2 separate regions of the Mus musculus genome follow, and region 2 is linked to region 1. Evidence: chromatin contacts called from public Hi-C data. All regions are on one chromosome and are shown on one strand. Each heading gives the region's core, a stretch centred on a gene start, on an enhancer-like site or on the middle of the called end of the contact. The rest is flanking DNA. Distances are from core to core; before and after follow the strand shown.

Region 1 (5,494 bases), core at 1,118-3,617:
CCTGGAGGCCTGCCAGATCATTGGCGGTGTCTTATTTGGTGCTCAGATATAGCTTAGATGATAAATTATCTGATGTCCAGTTCATTAACAAGTCAACTCAAAATAACTAATAATTAATTGTAGGTAAGGTGACTTTGACCATATAAACTATATCAATTCAGGAATGTGGCAGGCCAAGTCATCTCTCTGGAAGGGGAAGTGTCATAGGTTAAAAAAGAGAAAGAGAGAGAGAGAGAGAGAGAGAGAGAGAGAGAGAGAGAGAGAGAGAGAGAGAGAGAGAACAAAAATGTGCCCACTTCTTATTAGTAAGTCGACTAATGAATCCAGGATTCACCCAGACATGAGACTTGGTTCTGGGCAAGCAAGTGGGAGCTACAGGGAAATACCAAGTACAGGCAGGCGCCATTGTCATCTTCTTACCAATGTCTTCATGAAACCTATTTTAAAGAAGATAAAGCTAAGGCTTACAGAGATGAAATGACTACTCCAGTGTCACTTAGCCAGAAGCTGTGAAGCTCATGGCCTAAATGCATCTTTGTCTGAAAGCCCCCACTGCTCTGCCCAATCTCCCTCGACCACACAAACAGCTTGAGGAGCATTTCCCGCACTAGGAAGACTAGGGAAATGCTAGGGTAAACTCTATGAAGTTCACATAGGATACTTTTCCCTCTGTGACATGACAGTGCAACCTAAGACTTTAAGAGATGATATTGGGGCAAACGAATAAAGCTCTGCCAAGCAAATTTTGGCAAATGCAGACATATGACCTCGGCCAGCTCTGCCCTTTCCATGGTCAGCCTGTGTAAAACACACCTATCCCCAAAGATAGATTCAGGACTGTCTTTAGGGGACGACTTCAAGGTTCTCGAGTCTGAAAGAAGTAAGATAGCATTCTAGGTCCTGTGATTTCATGATTCTAGTAATTCACTACATATTCAGTCACTATACTTTCCTTAAAGGGTTGTGTGTGTATGTGTAAGTACTTATATGTATGTGTTTAGTATATGTGTGGAAGCCAGAGGTTGTTTATCTTCCTCAATTTCTATCTACATTATCTTTGAGTCATGGCCTCTCACTGAATCCTGAGTTCCTCAATTTGACTGGATTGGCTGGCTAGCAAGCCCCACGGATCCTCTGGGTCTGTCTCAGGAGTGCCTCCTTATATGGGTGCTGGTGGTGAAATTCAAGTCGCACTTGACCAAGCCCTTCACAGGCTGAACTTTCTTCCCAGACACCTTCACTACAAATTTAATAACTGACGCTTCCTGGCTGTCGGGGTGACTGGCAATGAAGACACTGTTCTCAGAAGACAAGAGAACAAACACAGTCTTGTCTGTCTCTTCTAAGACTTGTTGAAAGGGAGACTTGGAATGACTGGAGTACGTGTGTGGAGGAGGGGAGTCCCTAAATTTTCCACAATGAGCATGTGTGCTTTTTAAGTCCAACTCCTTGATTCTTAGGTGAAGGAGGGAGGGTACAGCTGAAGGGAGCAAAGAGTGCTTAGACCCCTGGTTCTAGAGCTGTCACAGAGAGAGTGGCAGTTGCGGCCAAGTTTCTGATAGTTTTTGTCATCTCTCTTTTTTCTCGCCCCTGCACCTATTCACATTATCATGTCACTCCCCAAAGCCTCCTACCTTCTCTGGAATAGCTGAATCTGACAGTTTAAAAAGCCAGTCCTCTACAAAGGTCAAGGAAAACGAGTTCTAGTGTTTGAAATAAATCATCTATGTTATTATGTACTATATATGTAGATAGATAGATAGATACATAGATAGATACATAGATAGATAGATAGATAGATAGATAGATAGATAGATAGATAGATAGATAGATAGAAGATAGATGATAGGTAGGTAGATAGATAGATAGATAGATAGATAGATAGATAGATAGATAGATAGATAGATAGATAGATAATGATTTTATGGGTTTGGGAACACAAAAACTTAGCCTTTCCCTTCCAAGATTTACTTCTGTATTATTAATTTGATTGGGAATTTTTTTTTTTATTTTCACAAATGATGACGAGGCTTCTGGAGGCGAGCCCCTTGGAAAGCAATTTGAAAGGAATCCCAATGCAAATCCATGTGCACAGATTATCTGCTTCCCCTCACCCTGGCCCTGAACAACCTACCCATCTGCAAATCCTGCCTGGCACCTTCAGGTTATGCCAGAACCTGGGTCTGCAAGCCATCCTGCACGCCACCCTAGAGGGCGCGCTGCTTACACTTTCCGCCAACGGGGCGGCCGTGCTGGCTCCCAGGCTCCATAAAAGGGGAGGAGGCGGATCGGTTTCCTTCTCTCATTGAGAAAGCGGAGCGGATTGGAAGGCTGGGCGTATAAAGCGGCGCGGAGAGCGTGAAACAAAGCAGACCGATCGGAATTGGACTTGGGAAGAGAGGCGCGGAGTCAGGCAGAAAACTTGTAGGAGAGGAGTAAAGAGCCGCTGCCTCTCCTCCTCCACTCCGCTGTGCTTAAAGGGGTTCCCGCCGGCCTTGCGATTTATTTTTATATCTGCTTTTTATAGAGAGAAGTATATATATATATATATTTTTTCTTCTAAAGAGAAAATTCCTGTTCCAAGAGAAAATAAGGCAACATCAATGAAGGAGAGAAGAGCCAGCCAGAAATTATCCAGTAAATCTATCATGGATCCTAATCAGAACGTGAAATGCAAGATAGTAGTAGTGGGCGACAGCCAGTGTGGGAAAACCGCGCTGCTCCACGTCTTCGCCAAGGACTGCTTCCCAGAAGTGAGTGTGACCCGCACGTCTTGAGGGGAGCGGCTGGTGGGGTCCCCGGTCTGGAGGACTGCGCCTTTCTCCTGCTTCACTGATTTTCTTGAAAATCTTTCTCATGCCCAGCCGTCTCTGCCGCCACACGGCCGGGAAGCGAAAGTGTCCTGGAAGGGTCTTGGCTGGGACCCGCCAGCACCCTGGGCTCTTGGCCCCAGAAACTTGCTGGTTTCAGTGTGGGAGGCCGGGTGGGGAGACCTGGGTGGGCTCTCGGGAGGGGGCTGCGTGTTTACTGTGTAAGGAGTGTGAGGTTGTTGGTGGTGGTGGTTTTTTAATTGGGGGCTTGGTGGTTTTTCAAGTGTTCGATCTACGGGTCGTGTTTTTAATAATCTCTTTGCCACCTTCCTCTTCTGTCCCTTTCGTTCGTCCAGAATTACGTCCCTACGGTGTTTGAGAATTACACTGCCAGTTTTGAAATCGACACACAAAGAATAGAGTTGAGCCTGTGGGACACTTCAGGTAAGACTCGGCACACCGCGTGGCGGTCTGAACCGGTGCGCCCGGGGGCTCGGGATCTGGTGCCCTGTCTGCTAATGTGGCTCCTTGAGGGACTTCCCGGTCCCGAGCCGCCGGAAAATGTTATCCTTTCTGGGCAGGGGCAGCAATGGGAGTGATTGTGGTCTTGGGGACAGGAGGACGCTAGGTGTCCGGAGTGACCCTGCTGGAGGAGCCTCTGGTGGCCGCATGGCCTTGTGTTGTCCTTCCTTGGAGCCGTGCCGGAGCGGGCCGCCAGGGTGGCCCAGTGCTGGAGCATACAGAGCAGCGTGGAAGCCCTCCCGCTCGCGGAGGAAGCCCCTCATGGGTGTCACCAGCCATCTGGTTTGGGGGCAGGGGCGCAGGCTGAGCTGGGAGAAGATCCCCAAAGCCTCCGGGTTGCGTGGGGTGTTCCAGGCTGAGGGAGATGGGTGAATGGCCGGAGCCAGCGCCCGTGACGCCTACTGTCAGGAATGCGCTGGTGGTGCCGGCAGCGGCCACCGCGGGGCCTCCGCCCCCGCAGCCTCTGTGCCACCGGTGCAGAGCGGCTTCTGCGGCCGCCCAGGGATCACTCTGTGCCAGCTCTCCGAACATACCACTCCCCTACCCTTTTGCTTCGGCTTCGCCTGCCTGCAGAGCCGCAGGCAGCACCGATCGCCTTTGACCTTCCTGTCTACTTGAATTATTGGCGCCTTGGAGGGTTCCGTCCAGAGGTCTAGGGTTCAAGGCCGGGTTGTTGCCTTCCCATGCGCCCACCCACCAACGTGGCACAAGGTGGTGGGGAGGGCAGATTTTCGCGGGCAGGAAGGCTGGCAGCCCCGGCTGAGTTCGGGGAAGGGACAGTGAGGACTGAGCACCCCCCAACCCCCACACACCCCCGGTATCAAGACTGGCCAGAGGCTCGTCGGGAGAAACGCCTACTGTTAGTAGAAACCATACCTTCTCCAGAGGAGCAGAAACTACCAATCTGGGAGGGGAAAAGCCGGTGCTGGTGGGGAACTGGGCTGCCAGACAGATTAGGGCGAAACTGGCGAGGAGGAGCGCACAAGCGCCAACACGCAGGGTTGCTGTCAGGCGGGGTGGCCCGAGGTGGAGCCGTGCTCAACTGGGAGTGGCCTCGTGGAGCTTCAGCGAGCTTCCCACACCCTGGGCTGGAACCTCTGAGGGACTTGGGGAATTAGACTGTGGGAGGAAGGGGCCAGAGTCCCAAGATCTCCAGAGGCAACCCTCAGCACAAAGGCTAGAAGAAAGACTAGAGGGAAGTCTTGCACCGGCGCCTCTCACGGTCGGTGCCAGATGCTCAGACTGCTGCAGTGAGAAGGATGGATCCAGTTTCCCTCCGGAGAGTCAAGTTCTTCCTTGAGCTGCGCCAAGGGCGTTTTTGTGGTTTTTGTTGTCCAGATTGCATACGCAATCTTGAAACTATAGAGAAAGTGTTGATGGAATTCTAGGGGTTTATTACTACTTTCGATCATAAGAATTATTACATAGCCTAGTATTTTATTAGGCTCCTGTTCTCAGACATATTATGGTAATTGTTATGCCTAGTGAGCCGGACAGCTGGTGTGGTACCAACAATTAGCACCAGCATCCCCGTCCCCCCCCCGTCCCCCCAACCCCCAGCCCCGTTTGGACTTACACTCGATAAGAATTATTTAGGCGTGGAGTGGGGCAGTGCAGTGGGTCTGATACAGTCTTTGATACAAAGCTCTGTTTCCATCTCAGCTCCTGGTTACCAGGGATTTCTATGTGCAAATCCTCTACCTCCCTGGGTCTCATTTTCATCATCTGTAAAAAGAGGGCAGACGCTGGGCTAGATAATGTGCAAGATCTCTTCCCAGCTATGCTTCTTGGCTTTAGTGTACTGGACAGGCAGATTTGTGTGTGTGTGTGTGTGTGTGTGTGTGTGTGTGTCCCAGGCTGTTGGTTGGCTTCAGCTCCTAGTCTCAGTGGCTCTGGCATCCCGTGCTGAGGTTCTCAACAGCTTGCAAACCAAGCCAGATTCCGGGCTGAGCCAGGCTGCCTGGTGGATTTAGGAATGAGACTATTTGGATAAGGAAGGGGGATGGGTGTGCTCCTAGGAATGCCGGCTTATACATCCCGTGTCTCCAGCTCCCAAAGCCACAAGACCACCAACAGAGATTTTTAGATTAGGTGCCCAAAGGCCAAACTTGCCACCTCTTTCTTTTTCTCTCCAAGAGCTAATAAATAAAACGAATGTGTAT
Region 2 (5,862 bases), core at 1,983-4,482, 200 kb before region 1:
TTAAGCTAGTTTTCTACTTATAAAAGTATAAAGATGGAATAAAACAGAGAGGGTGATGGAATTCAGCTGAGGCACATAGGAAGTGTTTATATAGCTTGTTAAACATCAGAAACTTGAATCTGATATGCAGTTTGTGTTTACTAGGTATTTCATGTATCAATGGATGCAATTTTATAGAGATTTAGTCATTATGACATCATTAACATTCTATTGATAGACAGGCTCACAGGCACACAATAATGCAGAGCTTTGTCTGACTCCTGCAGCCTTGTTCTTATAAAAAAAAATATCCTGTGTAGCAGAATCATGTGTGAGCATCCTGTATTTTTCTCCCACAGTCCCCTGTGCTGCTTAGTTTTTTTTGTCAGCTTGACACAAACTGATGACATCTGGGCAGAGGGACTGTCAGGTGAGGACCTGCCTCCATCAGACTAATCTATAGGCAAGCCTGTGGCGGCATCGTCTTGATTCGAAATTGGTGTGGGAGGGGCCAACACACCGTGGTTGGTGTTATACCTGGGCAGGTAGTCCTGGGTTGTGTAAGAAAGCAGGGTGACCAAGCCAAGGGGAGTGAGCCAGTAAGCAGCATCTCTCCACACTCTCTTCATCAGTTCTTTCTACAAGGTTCCTGCCTTGAGTTCTGTCTTTGACTTCCATCAATGAATGTTTGTAATATGAAAGTGTAAGCCAAATAAACCCTTCCTTCCTTAAGTTGATTTTGGTCAGTGTTTTACTACGTCAGTGTAAAAACACACTAGGAGATCTCTGACAGCCTGAAAAAAAGCAAGTTTAAATCTTATATTTGATTATAGATAAAGGGACTTAAGTTAACAGGTTAATCAAATTGACCAATGAAAACATTTTGCTATTAGTAAAAGGGGCATTTGAACCAAGGCACTTTAGCTTCTGCTATCAGCATGCATTGCCTGGCTTCTATACTGAATGTCTTAGCTACTTTTTTATTGCTTGCTAAAACATCATGGCCAAAGCAATTTATAAAGGAAAGTGTTTAATTTGACTTATGATTCCAGAGGTTTAGAATCCATAATTACAGAACAAAGGCACGATGGCTGGAACTTCTGAGAGCTCACATCCTCTATTGCAAATAGGAGTCCGACAGAACAAACCTGAAATGGTTCCAGTCCTGTGAAACCTCAAAGCTCTCCACAGTGATGTGCTTCCTCCAGCAAGGCCAAATGTCTTAATCTTTTACAAACCATTCCCTGGACTAGGGACTGAGTGTTTAACCATATGAGTCTCATTCAAATCAGCACACGGAGCTAACTGAGTTACCCACTGAATTCTACTAGAGCAATGATTTTTTAGTGTAATTTTTTTTTCCTAGCAAGGAATATATAATACCTTTAAATGGACATTTTTAGAAATAAATCTGAGTTTATTCACACATTTTTAAAAAGTGTAAAATCACAACCCGTAAGTTCAAAATCATGTCTAACAGCCAGAGATGTCATCCAAATATGGCAACAATGGTACCGTGATTTGCAGCATAAAGATAGCAGTGCTGAAGTGGAAGATTCTGAGTTGCAGCTTCTAATTCCTTCTTTTCCAACAAACAAAAGAAGTGGGACTCTCAGCAAGTATAAGATTGTTAACAACTTCAAAAGAAGTAACTCATTCCAACTAGGTCCCATAGACTCATAAACATGTAGGCTATTGCTATTAATCTTAATATCGATTGGACTTGAGTCTCATTCCACAAGATGAAACCCACATCTTACTGGTATAGGGCGAAGAACCTCTGGAAAAACAGATCATAGACCCTGAGCAGCAACCTATTGCTACTATTCTCTTAAAGCAAAATAGTATTAAACTGATTCTAATGATCTATCATTATATCCATAGATCAAGTCCTTTTTCAGCCCTAATCTGAAAAGCTTTATTTGCAATAAGTAGTGACACAGAGACAGAAACACAGACACAGAAACCCACAACTAGCCAGATTGCAGAGAATAAGAAGCTGTGGCACATTCAACACTAAAGCACTAAAGGGGACATATAAGCCACACACACACACACACACACACACACACACACACACACACACACGCTTGCACACATACACACACACACATAGGCATGCTCTCACATGCGCACACACACATACACACACACACTTGCACACTTGCACACACACACACACACACATAGGCATGCTCTCACATGCACACACACATACACACACACACACACACACATACACATAGGCATGCTCACACATGCACACACACACACACCCTCCAAAGACTTAGGGATCATAGCAGAAGATGGGGCATAAAAGATGGAAGAGCCAGAGAAGGTGAACAATGAAAAGGAGCCATCTTCTAGAGATGACAGGGCAGGGGTGCATATGAACCCAAAGAAATTGTAACAGCATGCATAAAACATGTGCAAGCCCAAGCCAGAACAAATCTCAGCACAGAGGCAGAGTTAGGCACACAATACCACCCCTAGGCATGGAAAAATTAACAACTGTTAGCTAATAGAAAAAGAGGGATCAGTTTACTCTTAAAAATCATAGACCACTATAAGGCCTCACATCAAGAATATTTAGACAGCTCAAATTGATCTTGAATTGTTTCACACACTCACTCGCACACACACACAAATGCACATGCACACAGAGAAGGGGGGACAGAGAAAGAGAGACAGTAAGAGACAGAGGAAGAGAGACACAGAGACAGAAACACAGACACAGAGACAGAGACAAAGTTGAGTGGATAGGAGAGGGGTGGATCTGGGAGGAACTTGAGAAGTAAGTATAATCAAAACAGATTACATGAAACTTGAAAATGTTAAAGAATGAATAAAATGTAAAAAAAAAAACTTGTATCACAGAAGCAATTTGCTTTTTAAGCAAATAACTTTGGATAGTGACTAACAAAGTTTGGCATTTTAGGAATGATAACAAAGTGTATTTCTTTCTCTCCCCACCCCCCTTCCCCTCCCTCTCTCGTGTGTGCACTCACACATGTGTGTGTCTGTGTGTGTGCATGTAGTACGACATATGCAACTAACCAAGACATGACAGGTTACTAAATATTTCAAGGACTCTTTCTTCCACAGTTCTGAGCATGGATAGTCAAGAAAGTTGAATACCTTCCAAGATCCTCCTGGCTCTCATTTTTACAACATTTGTTACATGTTGGGAACTGCGTATGGACTCCTGGAGCCCTCTTATCCAGGGATGTGAGCCAGAAGCACTGGGTACTAACACCCTCCACAGATGTCCATAATCAGTGACTACAGATGTGGCAGTGTTACAGCATCCCCAAGTCCCTGAGTTGTGGGGATTATTCTGGCAGAACTCACAGTCTGCAGTTTCTTCAGCATCAGGCTGAGGCTACCTTCTGGAAGAGTCTACCTTCTGGAAGAGTCTACCTGAGATCACTGCTTCCTTGGCTTCTTTTCCTTCTCTGTCTTCTTCTTTATTCCACACAGCCCCCACTCCCGAGATTCCTTTGGGATAAGTTATTTAATAAATCAGTTCAATTAAAATTATTCTCTGGGATCTTTACGTGGGTAACAAACCCCAGACAGTACGTGCCTCTCGATTCTACAGGCTTTGGGTCTCAACATGGAAATTTCATGGAAATATGTGAAGTGAGAACTTATGAACAGATCTATGAAAAGATAACAGTATAGGAGTAGGAAGGAAAGGAGGAAAGAAACAGTGAACAAATACTGGCAAAAAAATATTTTTAAAAAAAGTGAGGAAGCAAGGTAAACAGTATGAGTGACTGAACTTGGTTAAATAGGACATACATCCAAGGCTCCTCCAATTTTTGAAACCAGGGCTTTGAACTTGGCTTTGTCAAACCTCTAGTTCCCCTTTTAAAAGTATCACAGTTGTAAACAATCTAGTGTGAAAAAAGTCTCAATCCTGGTTTAAATTACATTTCTTTCAAAAAATGAAAACCTTAAGAACAGGCTTCAACTAGTGTAGTGCCTGCCTGGGGAGTATGCCTGGGCACCCCTGCACATTTCTCCAAACTGTAGCTGTATTTGTGGGCTAACACTATTGATGCAGGGTTCAACGAAAGAGGAAGTATTGTATCTATTAGGCCAGGCTGCCACAGCAAAATGCCATAGACTGGCTTAAATGGCAAAGTTGTTTATTGAAGCTCTAGAAGCTGGAAGGTGGACATCAGGGTTGGGAGCTCTGTTCCTGGCTGACAGATGGGCACTTTCTTCGCTGTTCTTACATGGCCTCACATCTTCAGCATGTGATTCTGATCCCTACTAGAGATAGTTCTTTTAACTGAGGGGTAACATACATTATTTTGTCTGCGTTCCTGCAGAATACATAAATTATGGTCCAAGATAAAAATATGATCTGAGTGTTCATTTCATATGTCCTGTGAAATGAGGTTAGATTTTGGATTTTTTAAAGCCTGTAAAATACAAAATGTAAATAGGTGTGGAAAATTCTAAAATATTTATTTTCTGAAACTTAGGGAAAACAATTTCTTCTGTAAAGAAATCTTCAATGCAACATAAAAGGTTATTTTAAAACATATTTTCACACATATTTCTCCCAGATTTTTCCAAAAGAGGAGAAAAGATCTTTGGGTAGGGATCCCTTTGTATAGTTAAAACCATTTAATAGCTAATTACTAAAATATTATGATGAATTTAGGGTGGTGAGAAGGAGGTACCAAAATGTGCCACAGGAGTTGACACCAGGGAGCTTCAAACTCAGGAAGTCCTATGTATACCTCCATGATGATTCATGGTACCCCAAAAGCAATCTATGGGTTAGTATACAAAGAAATGCACCCCATGATGGCTATGTTATTAAGATCACCAAATTTACACAAAGAAATAACCATGGGCTAGTTAACCTTGATGGAGATGCCAAGACATGCTGAAACATATAAAGACCCAAGGAATTAAAAGGCCAAGGTAGAAAAGCTCACAAATTTCCATTTACACTAAGGATCAATTGCAGATAGCTGCTGATGGGACACTGTGTACACTTCAGCTCTCAGTGCAAGGATCTTGTCTGCTTTGAACCTGTGCAGGCTTTGTGAATGCTGGCCCACCTTCATATATACACCAGTCCTGTTGTGTTTAGAAGACACTGCTTCCCTAATATCTATCACCTCTGGCTCTTATAATCTTCCCATCTCCTTCTCCCATAACTTCCTGAAGAGAGGAGTTTGATGAAAACATCCCACACAGGACTGAGGGCTCCAAAGCCTCTCACTCTCTGCATATTATTCCTTTGTGAGTCTATGCATTAATTTCCATCTATTGCAAGCAGACACTTTTCTATTGAGGGCTGAGCAAGACACTGGGCATAATAATAATGTTGTCAGGAGTCATTTTATTGCTAGGTTACTTTAGTAGAATAATAATAGATTGTTCCCTAGACCTATGACCTATTTGATCTATCTGGTCTCTGGTTCTTGATCACTTCAGCAGTGTCTGATATGGGTTCCACTTCACAGAGCAGGCCTAAATTCAATCAGAAAGTGATTAGTTACTCCTATAACTTTTGTGCTACTGTTGTTCCAGTGTGTTTCACAGTCAGGTCACTGTTATAGGTCACAGCATTTGTAGCTGGGTGATATTGATCCCTTTGTCTTATGGAAGAGTAAAGAGTACCTTCTAGTACCATAAATGCTAGTCAATAGGGGTAAAGCTTCTAGTTTGGCACCGGTTCAACTTCTCCATGTCCAATGACATAAGTAAATGCTGTCTTCAGGCATTGGGCCAAAGGGTGAGGAGAATAACCAACAGACTTGGCATTAGCTCCTGATGCTTGGGATTTTCCATGGAAAACTTTGGTCAATGACTCAATGAGATGTAACCCATTCCTAGCACTTGGGGTTTGGCTTG

Evidence for each region. Hi-C and Micro-C count contacts between places; a contact is called where the count stands out from the background.
Region 2: a contact with region 1 is called in a Hi-C map of embryonic fibroblasts, with 4 times the contacts expected there. The contact joins the enhancer-like site here to the promoter of Rnd3 in region 1. A contact is called at or near these places in 4 of 39 promoter capture datasets (the 3T3-L1 cell line, 3T3-L1-derived adipocytes and frontonasal cranial neural crest), 2 of 484 Hi-C or Micro-C datasets (both in embryonic fibroblasts) and 4 of 115 datasets of contacts at active chromatin or transcription factors (the NIH/3T3 cell line, bone marrow-derived macrophages, embryonic stem cells and 1 more).

The regions. Positions count from the first base shown.
Region 1 is chr2:51,145,984-51,151,477 of GRCm38.p6, reverse strand. It overlaps Rnd3 (Rho family GTPase 3), which reads left to right and starts at 2,367. Exons shown (of 5, transcript NM_028810.2): 1 at 2,367-2,753; 2 at 3,167-3,254. The coding sequence starts at 2,604.
Region 2 is chr2:51,347,156-51,353,017 of GRCm38.p6, reverse strand. No RefSeq gene overlaps it. Among named protein-coding and RNA genes, the nearest start is that of 1700057H21Rik, 88 kb to the left of the region's middle. Within about 2 kb of position 3,232, at least 8 of the 459 cell types and tissues checked have an H3K27ac peak or open chromatin away from gene starts, as enhancers often do. A contact at or near this core is called in embryonic fibroblasts, where this site is marked.